Linked DNA regions of Anas platyrhynchos: region 1 is linked to region 2. Evidence: chromatin contacts called from public Hi-C data. All regions are on one chromosome and are shown on one strand. The core of a region is the stretch at or near the end of the contact, and the rest is flanking DNA. Distances in the headings are between cores, read along the strand shown. Region 1 holds the start of LOC113844492. Region 2 has its middle 78 kb from the start of HES1.

Region 1 (5,547 bases), core at 1,767-4,266, 110 kb after region 2:
GTGTGGCATGCTGTCAAAAAGGCAGCAGGGGAGCTCCGTAATGTGGTTTGAACCCAGAGTCAGCAGCTTCAGCTTGTTTAATCCAAAAAAGCCCTGGGGTGGGAGAACCCCGATGAGGTTGTTGTCCAAGAGGAGTTTCTCCAGGTGGGCCAGGCTCATAAGAAGCGTGGGTGGCAGCGTCCTGAGCCTGTTCCTCTGGAGGCTGAGCTCCAGCAGCCCCTGCTGGGCATCCAGCAGCCCCTCCGGGAGGTCCTGCAACTCGTTCTCGTACAGCCGCAGGACTTGCAGGTGGGGGAGTTTGCTGAAGACATCTCCAGGCAGAGCCGTGATCTTGTTCCTAGCCAGGTCCAAGAAAGTTAGATTGGCAAGGGAATCAAAGATACCTTCTGGAAGAGACGAGATGGCGTTGATGTGCAGGGAGAGCTCCCCCAGGTGCTCCAGCCCTTCAAAGAGCCCTTTGGGGATGTGGCTGATGTGGCTGTCCCTCAGCTCCAGTCTCTGCAAGCTTGGGAGGTTCTGGAAAGTGCCCGTGGCCAATTCTTCTAGTGAGGCACCAGAGATCTCCAAATCCCTCAGTTTCTCCAAACCATCAAAGGCTCCAGGTTCAACCGCCTTGATCTTATTGCCAATAAACAAAATCTTGGTCAGGCTGGGCATGTACCTGAAGGCACCTTTCCTTACGGCAGTAACGCTGGTTTGCACAAAGACCATCTCAGAAATGAAGGGCTTTGCGATCTTGGGGATCTCTTTGACATCGTTTTTTGTCCCTCTGTAGACCTCCTGGTAGTCCTTGGGCATTTCATATGGATCTGCACTCGGGGTTTGGTCTTGGCATTTATGGGGGTGGAAGAAGAGGAAGAAAATGAAAAGGAAATGCTGGTACATCGTCCTGAAAAAGGGTTTCAGAAGTCAGATTTGAAGAACAATAAGACCTGCAACCACAGCTCTCAGAACCATCCTATTCCTGTTTGGGCTGTAGGCTCAGATGTGTCCCGATGAAGCTGCTGCCCCTTAGTGCTGCCCCAGCGGGGCCAGGACTCAGCAGGGCCACAGCTCGCTCACACATCACCAGCACCAACCAGCAACCTGCTTGCTGGCAGCAAACCTGAGATCAGACATGGTCCCAGCAGCCAGCAGACCAAACGACCTTGTTTACACAGCATTTGCCAAAAAAAAAAAAAAAGCCTGTGGAGCAGCTGGCATCCCCACAGAATGTAACTTTGGAAAATCTCTCATTTCTGTACCTTTAAAAAAGGAGCCAAGCCCCAGCACAGCTGTGAAGCACCAGTCCCTCTCCATGAAGCAGGACACATCCTCCCTTGTCTTTCACGATGGCACGAAGCTCACGGGAGGGCTGCCCCGGGTCCCCAGGAGCAGAGGCCCTGAAGCAATGATGCCTGGTGCACCCTCTGCCTTCCTCTCCTCCCCCTGCCTCGCTGCAGTTCCCTGGATTTGCTCTGGCCATCCAGGTCAGACAGCTCCATGGAGCACACTGTGCTGGGTGGGCTCCCTCTTGGTGCTTCTCTCAGTTCCGAAGGGTTACCTAAAATGTTACTTTAAATGCCTCCTTTTCAGGACCCCTGCTAATCACATTATATTTTGGCATTAGTTATGCAGCTTTGTCAGATATAAATGATTGGCTTATAAGCAGCAACCAAGTTTAGGACCAGGCTCTCTAAAAGACTTGGAGATGTCCGCAGATTTCCTGTTTAAAACCCAGCATTTAGGGCCCTGACCGGCAGCTCGGAGCTGAGCTCACTGGCTCACATCCACCAGCAGCAAAAAAAAGAAAGAGCCATGGGCTGCTTCTCAGGCATCCATCAAAACTAACCACGGCAAAAGCTACAGCCAGGAGGCTAAGTTTGCTTTGAAAAGACCTAGATATTTTCTGAAAAGTGTCGAGAGGTCGGCAAAGCCAGGAGGCTGCAAGCTGTTGGGTTTGGACAGAAAGGGAGCCCCCATGGGGGGCTCACCCTGCACACCCTGGCTGTGATGTCCCTGCCTGTCCCTCTCCCCAGCAGCAAGGACACAGACCAGCAGCTCCCCAGAACCACCCTCCTGGCACACTTTGAAGCATTTCGCACCCCCGACTTGCCTGAGCGCTTGGGAACGCGTCCAGCCGCTGGAGCGCCGCACCGTGCTGTGCCAGGCAGGGGACGAGGGGTCCCATCACCTGGGGAGCTTTATCCACCGCCCAGGCATGGGGCTTGGCTTTGCAGGGCTGCTGGAGGAGATAAGCACACAGCACAGAGCCATGGGGAGCAGTCCCACGCGCCCCAGGAAAGGACGCAGGCGCTCTCAGGTGTTATCTGCTGGCACCACGCGGCTGCTCACATCCAGGGAAGCCCGAAGATCTTCAGGCCAGCCTGTTTTTCCTTCCTCGAGAAGAGGCTTACGTGGCTGAAAGGTGCTGCTGTGAAGCCGCTTGCTCAAGCTGATAATGGTGATGACTTCTGTGGCCCTGCTGGACAGACACACAGCCCCGTCCTGGCAGCTGGCTGCGGGGCTGTGGCTGGCCGTGGGGCTCACCTCTGCTGGGCACCAGCCGGGGGACCCTGCTGAGCACACTGTGCTGATGGAGCAGGCTGGGAGAACACAAAACTCCCCCCTTGGTGCCTCCTCTCCCTCTGAGCAGCGGTGGGGCTGAGTTGGAGGGGAGAGGCAGCAAAGCAGCGCGCCCCCGAGGGGCACCCCAGGCGCCCCGTGGCTGCGGGCAGGCCGGGCAGGACGGCTCGGGGAAGGGCGGCCGGGCTCTGGCAGGGCCCCCCCGGCTCTCCCCGGCCCGGGACACCCCCAGCCCCGCCGGCCACCAGATGGAGCAGCAGCACCGCGCAGCACAGCCCCGGCTGCAGCGCCGTCGGGGAGAAGGGTTCAGCTGGCTGGGCGCGCACCCACGCGTGTGCACACACACGCACACACACACACACAGTCACACACACGCACACACACACTTACCCCGTTAGGGCAGGGCAGGATGCTTCCCTTAGGCACCCATCTCCGCGAGGTGCCGAGCCCTGAGGGCAGCACCCAGCAAGGAGCAACCCCAGGGACCCGCGCCCCTCGCAGCCTGGCCCAGGGCCTCCAGCCACAGCCCTGCGGGATCACAGCCGCCTTCCCCTGCAAGACAGACGGCATCTTCCCCCTCTGCACCTTGGGAACAGGCTGCACAGGAATGATACGTACACTTTAATAATATTTGAAACACACAGGAACGCACGGCTGGGTGAAGAGGCACCATGAGTCCAGCTCCAGCACAGAGCACGGTGACGGTGACCATGGCAGGGACATCAATGCAGGACACAGAGCATCGTTTCTCAGGCTGATTTTGGTGTGGCCGCTGCACCAGCAGGATGACCACGAGGAGCAGCAGCATATGCCTGAGTCCTAGGGTGTAGCAGGGAGCCCGCGTGGGGTGGTCACATCCGGGCCCTGCGCCATGACGAGGACGCTGACCTGCAGCGTGCCGCAGGAGGAACGCAGCACCCAGGCACCCCGGTACTCGGTCCCTGGCCCCACCGCCTGGCTGGGAGGAGGAGGAGGAAGGCGAAGGCTGAGCCGCTGACAGCTCGTGGCATTGCAGGACACATGCAGGGTGCCCTCGGGGTTGCTGTAGGTGCACTGCCCTGGTGCATCCTCCCCGGGCACCGCGTCCCGGCCCTCATCTTTGGCACACGCCAGCTGCCTGTGGGTCACCTCCAGCAGGGGCTGGCCCTTGAGGGTGGCCGGGCTGGCACAGAAAGCTTGCACGTGGAGGAGGGGGTCAGAAAAGACCTGGAGCCAGCCCAGGAGGTAGGCGAGGCGGCAGTCGCACGCCCAGGGGTTATCCTCCAGCCCCACGCGCACCAGCTCCTCGTTGGCATTGAAGAAGCCCGCGGGCAGGCGGGGCAGGCGGTTGTGCTCCAGCCCCAGCGTGGCCAGGCTGGGCAGCCCGTCCAGCAGCCCCGGCGGCAGGCTGGAGAGGTTGTTGTGGCCGAGCTGCAGCGTTGTCAGCTCCACCAACCCCTGGAAAGCCTCGGCGGGGAGGCGAGCCAGGGCGTTGTGTGAGAGCACCAGGCTCTGCGCCACCGAGAGGTTGGCGAAGACGCCCGGGGGCAGCGCCTGCAGCTGGTTGCGGGCCAGCGAGAGGTGCAGGAGGCCCGGGGTGCCCTGGAAGAGGGTGGCGGGCAGGGAGGCCAGCTGGTTGCCCTCCAGGCTGAGGAAGGTGAGGTTGGAGAGGCCGGCGAAGGCGTCGGGGCGCAGGCTGCCCAGGGCGTTGTGCTGCAGCTGCAGCCGCCGCAGCGCACCCAGCCCCGCGAAGGCCCCAGCGGGCAGCTCGGCCAGCTGGTTGCCGTCGAGGTGGAGCTCACCCAGCCGGGAAAGTGTCCCGAAAGCACCGGGTGGGAGCTGTGCCAGCATGTTGTCGCTCAGCTTCAGGACGCGGAGGGCAGCCAGCGGGGCAAGCAGCCCGTCGGGCAGCTCGGTCAGCACGTTCTGCGAGAGGTCCAGGGCCTGCAGGTGGCGGAGCGGGTGGAAGATGGCAGGGGGCAGCTCATCGATCTTGTTCCCCCGCAGGCGCAGGTCCTGCAGGTGGCAGGCGGAGGCGAAAAGCCCCGGCTGCAGGGAGTGGATGGCGTTGGAGCTCAGGGAGAGCGTGGTGAGGCTGGGCAGCCCCGCCAGCAGCCCCGGGCTGACGGCCGGCAGCGGGTTGCCCGAGATCTCCAGCTCGGCCAGGCTGGGCAGCCCCCAAAAGGCACCCGCCTCCAGCTCCTCGATGTGGTTGTTGAGGAAGACCAGCTTGGTGAGCGTGGTGCTGGAGCCCAGCGCCCCGCTCCCGATGCTGCTCAGGGCCGTCTCCACGAAGAAGAGCTGGGTGGCGTTCCCCGGCAGGCCCGCCGGGATCTCCCTCATCTTCTCCTCCGAGCAGAAGACCTTGGAGGTGTCGTAGCACTGGCAGGGCGGGGGGCAGGGAGGGGGCAGCCCCCCCACCAGCAGGGACCCCAGCCCCAGCACCACATAGACCATCACCCTGCGCTGGAGGAGGAAACCAGCATCAGCTGCTGTAGGGCCACCAGGCTCACCTACGCTCAGCCACGCACCAAGGGGGCTCTGCTGGTTGTGGGTTTATATTTTACTGGTTGTATTTTTATACAACCAGTTGTTATTTTATAATTGCCCATCGAAAACATCCTTCTGGCAGGAACGTTTCAGAGCCAGAGCTTCTGCTAAAGAAGGGAGGGTACGTGGAAGAGCAGGGGCTGAGCAGAAACACCCAGACCACCACCAGCTCCCCCGTGCCTGGGACGCGTGCTGCTGCCGCCCGGTGACAGGGGACAGTGCCCGTCCTGCTGTGACACCCACCGGGGACATCCTGTGCCAGGGGGTGTGTTGGACTTAGAGCCGTGCCCTGGAGCACCATCAGGCATGGCCTCTCCCTCTCGCCACCTGACTTGTTTCCAGCACTTCCCACCCACCCCAAGGCCCCCAACAAACCCGTCCCAAATTCCCTGAGCCTTGCCACTTACCGTGAGCGGCATCGTGGGGACCACCACCATGGGGACTGCCGAGCCC
Region 2 (5,496 bases), core at 1,856-4,355:
TCTCCATAGCGCTGCCTTGTGACATGCACACAAATTCCTGCTGACCATCACTGAAGAGACAGAAACTGGCCACTTCCTACTGATGTTTGTTCTGCTCTGAATAGAGTCAAATCTGACTACTCCTGTTAAGAACCTGATTGCGTATTTTAGTTTTTAAGGTGATGGCTGTATTATCATATCTGCAGGCCCTGAAGTGCGCCTGAGCCTGAGGAATCTCCAAGACATCAGGGGCCTGTTCAGCAGGGTTGGGCCCCTATTAGTAGGTGAGTAGGGAATTCAAGCTCTGTGCAATACCTGGGAATGTGGTGGGAGGCTGCAAACTGGCTTCACAGGGCACAAAACCTTGTGCTTGAGTGATGCCCAGGGCCCTACTGTTGTTTGGAGGCTGGTGTGAGGCATGCTGCCCCTTAGGAAGATAGGGAAGGAGGTGGTGCTGTAAGATAGACTGTCAGATTTGTCTTTTGGGGCCACAAGCTGCAGAGCCCAAAACTCTGTGTGTCTGGGTCAGAACCATAAGAAAGTCATAAGTGATGCATATAGGGCCAAGTTTTCTAGGCACATTCTCCCCCTTGTAGCTCTCTGTGTTGGAGATCTCAACACCTTTGACAAAAACAGGCTTTGCTCTTTAGCTGGACTTAGACTTGGCCCCATCACCGCAACTCAAACCTTATTTGCTTGCCAGTACTCTCCCTACAGCAGACTAACTCAGCAGATAGTGGGTGAAACCAGCTATTGTTGATGGTGAACAAAAGCACTGAGGTGTGAGGGACCAGGAAGGCAGGCTGAAATCCCAGCAGTCAGCCCAGCAAAACGCTGCCTGTCCCAGTGGCTGCTGGCCTGGTTCACAGGGTGAAGGTGGGAGGGGGGCAGAGCAGTGCCGGGACTGTGGGTGAGGTTTCCTGCTAGCAGAATTTACAGTTTGAGTACTCCATATGATCCTAGGCACAGTCCAGGGCAATACTCAGAGCAGCCAGGCGCTGGTGCTGGAACATGTGGGTGTATTGCTTTGTGAAAAACGTGTGAACTGCAGCTGAGCTGGGCAGCAGGGACTGCAGGGATCTCTTCTCAGCAGAGATCACTCAGTGCCACCACACGTGTTGAGGCATCAAACCTTACCTATGGCAATGCTGCATCTCCCTTTTAAAAGAAGGCATGGGTTCTTTTGCACATGTAGTGTTTAGTTAAGAACCCTGGGGTGTGGTTGCCAGGGACTGTTTCATATGCATCCCTGTAGCTCTTTAGGAAGGCAAAAGCAATATCCTGGGATGCTCTGAGATCCTCTGGTTGATGCAGCAGATCTCTTCAGAGATAAAGGAGTCGTAAGAAACAGCCAGTCTTGCCCTTTGTGGGTGCCAAACCCACCGGCAGCCAAACCCAAAGCTAGATCCATTCAGTGCTGCTGCAGTCAGGAAGGAGCTGCAAGTCTCAGCCCTGCCCTGATGCCTGTAACCCAGAGAGGTGCCCTGCTCCCCATGCTGGGTGGCATGTCCCACTCGTGCTCTCAGCAGCTCCTATATTTCTTTGTGACAACAGAGGGCACCAGCGGCCCTTGGTAACGCTGGGCTCTGCCCTTCCTGGCTCCCCAGGACATGCAGGGCTGCTCCGGCACCTTCGGACACGTGGGAGAAAGCAATCTCCAAACCAAATAGATCCTGCTCCTCAGGTCTGGGGAGATGTGTGCAGTGGGGCTTGCAGCTTGCTCCTGCTGGACCTGTGTCGGTGTTTGTGATAATGAGCAAGTCATCTTCTGCAAGGAGTGATGGCTTGGATACAGCTGGTGGAGGTGGGTCAGAGCAGTGCACATGCATGTGTCGGAGCAGGGAAGGCTTGCACCCAGGCACCCATGAGCCTTTTTAGTTCCTCCAGTGGCCGTTCTGCACCTTCAGCCCAGCAGGGCCCAGCCCTGCCATCTGCACCCAAGCAGAAGCTGCTGAAAGGTAGGGATTTGGGGTTAGTCCGCAATGAAATAGTTCAGATCAGGGGCTGTGCCTGGATCTGCCCTGCATTACCCCAGAGTTCAGCCTCACCGACAGCTGTAGAACATGTGAGGTTTGCCTACTGTGAAGCCCGCAGGGACGACCCTGAGCTAGCTCCAAGCTATTCCCTGCAAGCTTTCCCAGCAGAGCGGGAATGAGCCCAGTGCAGGCTGGCTGTTAGAGCCTGAAATCCCCAGGAAATCTGGCAGCCCTCTGAGCTGTTGATGTGCAGCAGTACCACAGCTAGTCCATTTAGAGGTAACCCTGTAAGCTGCCCCAGGCTGCCCCAGGGGCGGTCTAGGCACACTCTCACCCCCTGCAGTAGGAGCGGGGCTGCTTCCAGGCTGCTGTGCCACTGATGTGCAAATCCTCTCTCCTTCCCCTTAACTGCTTATGTTTATCACCTCTGCAGGTGCGTTCAGTTGTAGGCTGCCTGTGGAGAGATGCAAAGAAGTTCAAGCTGTATTTGTTACTTTCCTGAAGCACGGCTAAGCAGCAGGCACTGTTAGTGATAACCCACTGCTTTTGATCACTGTGTCACAGGGCAAAATAATCAGGGAGTAGAGCAACGAAGTACAGGCACAAGTACTTCTGATGAACAGCCCCTCTAGCAGAACATCCTGATTTATTGCTGTTGTGAAAGCAGAAACAGGCGGTGATTTTTTTCCTGCTTTCTTCCACGCAATGCTGGGAAGGAGTTCCTCTCTGCTCTGGTTTGTGGGATGCTTTTTCTTTGTTTCATCTTAATTTGTGAAGGAAGATGAAGGAGAAGAACAATGATGGGGGAAAGGGCTTTGAGCAAAGAAACAATGTGTCGCACTACTAAAAGTGTCACCCGACTCAGTGACATTAACAGGACTACTTGCAAGAGCTCCTCACTCGATCTAGTCCCTCAAGTAAGGGTTGAGTGTCTAAGTAGACAGATCCTGGCAATATCAGGCCACAGAACTGTGCATATGAGACATAACCTAGAGTCTGTACTGGGGCTTCATCCTTTTCAGTCCTGCAAACTTGATGCAGCAGGACCATTTGCATACCAGAAGATTTACTCACAGGAGCACAGGACATTGGATGCTCTATTTATCTGCAGCCTAGAAACACGAAGGTCCCAAGTTTCTTCCACTGCCAGGGGATATGTGAAAGCTTTGAGCACATGCTACAGAGATAAGTAGAGACATATGCTGTATGCCAGGCCAGGATGTTTTTATAAAGAGTTTCAGGCCACGTCTGGTAAAACATTTAATAACTTTTCTGCCAGCAGCCAAAAGGCAGTCAAATATTTAAAAGCAGCAATAAAAGTTCCTGTGTGAGTCAGAGTCCTACAGCAATCCTGCTAGTGAATTTCCCCATGGTAGCCTGCAGGACTAGCTGGAAAAAATACCACAGAACTCTGTTGGTATGAAATATTTTTTTAACAAGTCCTTGGAAGTGGCATGGAATGTCCCTGCAAAGCCCCTGAAACCAGATCCCAGGCTATGTGCAGCCTAAACAGCAATTCTGGTATTTTTTACTATGGCCACAAATCCTATTTCACTCCTAGGGAATCACAGAGAGGCCAGTTTCAGTGTGACCTTTAAGTGGCATCTCATTTGCTTATAGAAGACTATGCACTCATGCATATTCCTTTAACCTGGAATCCAGTACACTCAAATGTCCGTGCCACAGATGGAGCAAAATGCTGCCCTGACACACATGTGGCCTGGACTCAACTCGCCTTTCTCCTTTCCTGCCGAGCTCTGCTCTTGTAGTGCTAATGAAGTACATCTTCTTTTCCTTTCAAAGTCTTCAGGTGATCCCCTTCTGCAAGGAGACCCTGGGCTTTTTTGGAAATGAATCTCATTAAGACCCAAAGCCACGGAGGCTTCTCTGCTAATTCTTCCTGCTGCTAAAGCCTCATCAATAGCCAGCACACCCTGGCTTGGATCTGCTGAGGGCAGCAGTGCTGGGGTACCAGGGCTAGACAGGCACTGGGATCTCAAAGCAGATCACTCTGATGCCAGGCACACATGCGGGTGTTTGCCACACTGCTGCTCACCCACTTGGGCAGGAGATGATGCTAACCGAGGGAGCAGAGAGGGAGAGGAGGGGTGATGCTGCAGGCACCTCCCTGGCAGGTTGTGTGCCCCTCCATTGCTACACTGCAGTAGTGCAAGTTGCTCTCTGATCGTATTTTGCAAGTTGTTTCCACGCTGCAGTTCAGGTCTGGTTTGGATGCTCTTCTGGGGCAAATCTGGGAGCCCCGTTTAGCTTGAATTACCCTTCATCACCACAGGACTCTGGCACTTCTCTGGCTGAAAATGTGCTGGGAGCTGCCTGGGTTTCTTTGGGGCTTCCAGTGCCTTTACCCATTGAAACGGGAAGGGGAAAGTCGCTTCCTCAAAGCAGAACATCAGGAAATGTTTTCCTTCAGCTTGGTTGTAAAAAGGGGGGCAGTTGGTAGGGAAAATAAGTCTTCCTCAGAGCTGCTTTGCGGATCCCTCCACAGATGCACTACGCCAGCATGGCAGCATCAGTGAGCATGGGAAACCTCACTGGAGAGGCTTTGAGCCAAGCAGGGTCAGGCTCCTGCAGACACAGCTTGTCACCGTGCACGGTGGAGCCTGTTGGTAGAGTTGCAGCCCTGAATGTCCTAATGCCCAGTCCTGTGCTCTAAACACAGCCCCTTCTGCAGAATAAAGCCTGAAACCTGCCTGACCCCTTTCCCCGCTTGCTGTTCAAGGTGAGTGTATGATCTTTAAAATGCCCTGCAGGCAGGGTGAAGGCAGTACCCTCCCAGCTGTGCGTAAGGGCAGTGCTTCTGTGTGTGGATGAAGAACGCCTCTGCCTCTGGGCCTACAGAGGGGGCCTGCGACCTGCAGCACGGGTGGGATGGCCCAGGTGAGGAAAAGCAGAGGGTTTAGCACCAAGGGCACGAAACAACCTCCCCTTCTCCGTGGCCTTGTCCCAGGCAGAGACCCCAGCTCTGCATGGTGCTTCCCGCAAGCCTGGCGAGCAGCCATCCTCCAAAGGTGTCTGACCTCTGAAGCCGTGCCCTTGGCTGCCTGTTTTGAGCACACAGCAGACACCGAGGCAGTGTCTGGTTACTGGCCTCAGCCTCCTCCTTTCTTCCTCCAGGGCACGAGGTCTCCCCTCTTGGGTGTCAGGAGAGACTCTTCCAGGGGAGTGTTTGGCAGGGCAAATTTATTACCAGCCTGTTGTGACTTGTTGCAGATTTGGGCAACACTTGAACAAAATGCTGTCAGCAACTACATGCTTCTTGCCTTGGAAGCCCCGCAGAGCCTTTCTGGGCTCAGCTCACTGCCACAATTCATCATTCCCAGAGGCTGAGGGAGTAACAGGGTCCGGGTGCCAGGCCTGCATCACAGCACGGGGATGCCTGCACGCAGCCTGCCTCAGGGTTGCTCCCTCTGAGGGTGGACGTTGTGCCCCAGGCAGCTGCAACCAGTTCTCGTCAGCATGGCTGTACTGGTCTTGGGTGCGATATTCAGCAGGACAGCAAATGAAGGCAAAGTCCCTCCAG

The links. A called contact is a pair of places that touch in the nucleus more often than the background predicts.
Region 1: a Hi-C map of skeletal muscle shows a contact between it and region 2, with 8 times the contacts expected there. The contact joins the promoter of LOC113844492 here to the enhancer-like site in region 2. A contact is called at or near these places in 5 of 8 Hi-C or Micro-C datasets (liver, skeletal muscle, small yellow follicle and 1 more).

Annotation. Positions count from the first base shown.
Region 1 is chr9:12,614,969-12,620,515 of IASCAAS_PekinDuck_T2T, forward strand. LOC113844492 reads right to left here and starts at 3,017. Exons shown (of 3, transcript XR_011811517.1): 1 at 1-3,017. It overlaps LOC110351774, which reads right to left. Exons shown (of 2, transcript XM_027464783.3): 1 at 5,502-5,547; 2 at 3,172-5,010. The coding sequence ends at 3,385.
Region 2 is chr9:12,509,771-12,515,266 of IASCAAS_PekinDuck_T2T, forward strand. No RefSeq gene overlaps it. Among named protein-coding and RNA genes, the nearest start is that of HES1, 78 kb to the right of the region's middle. Within about 2 kb of position 3,106, at least 2 of the 8 cell types and tissues checked have an H3K27ac peak or open chromatin away from gene starts, as enhancers often do.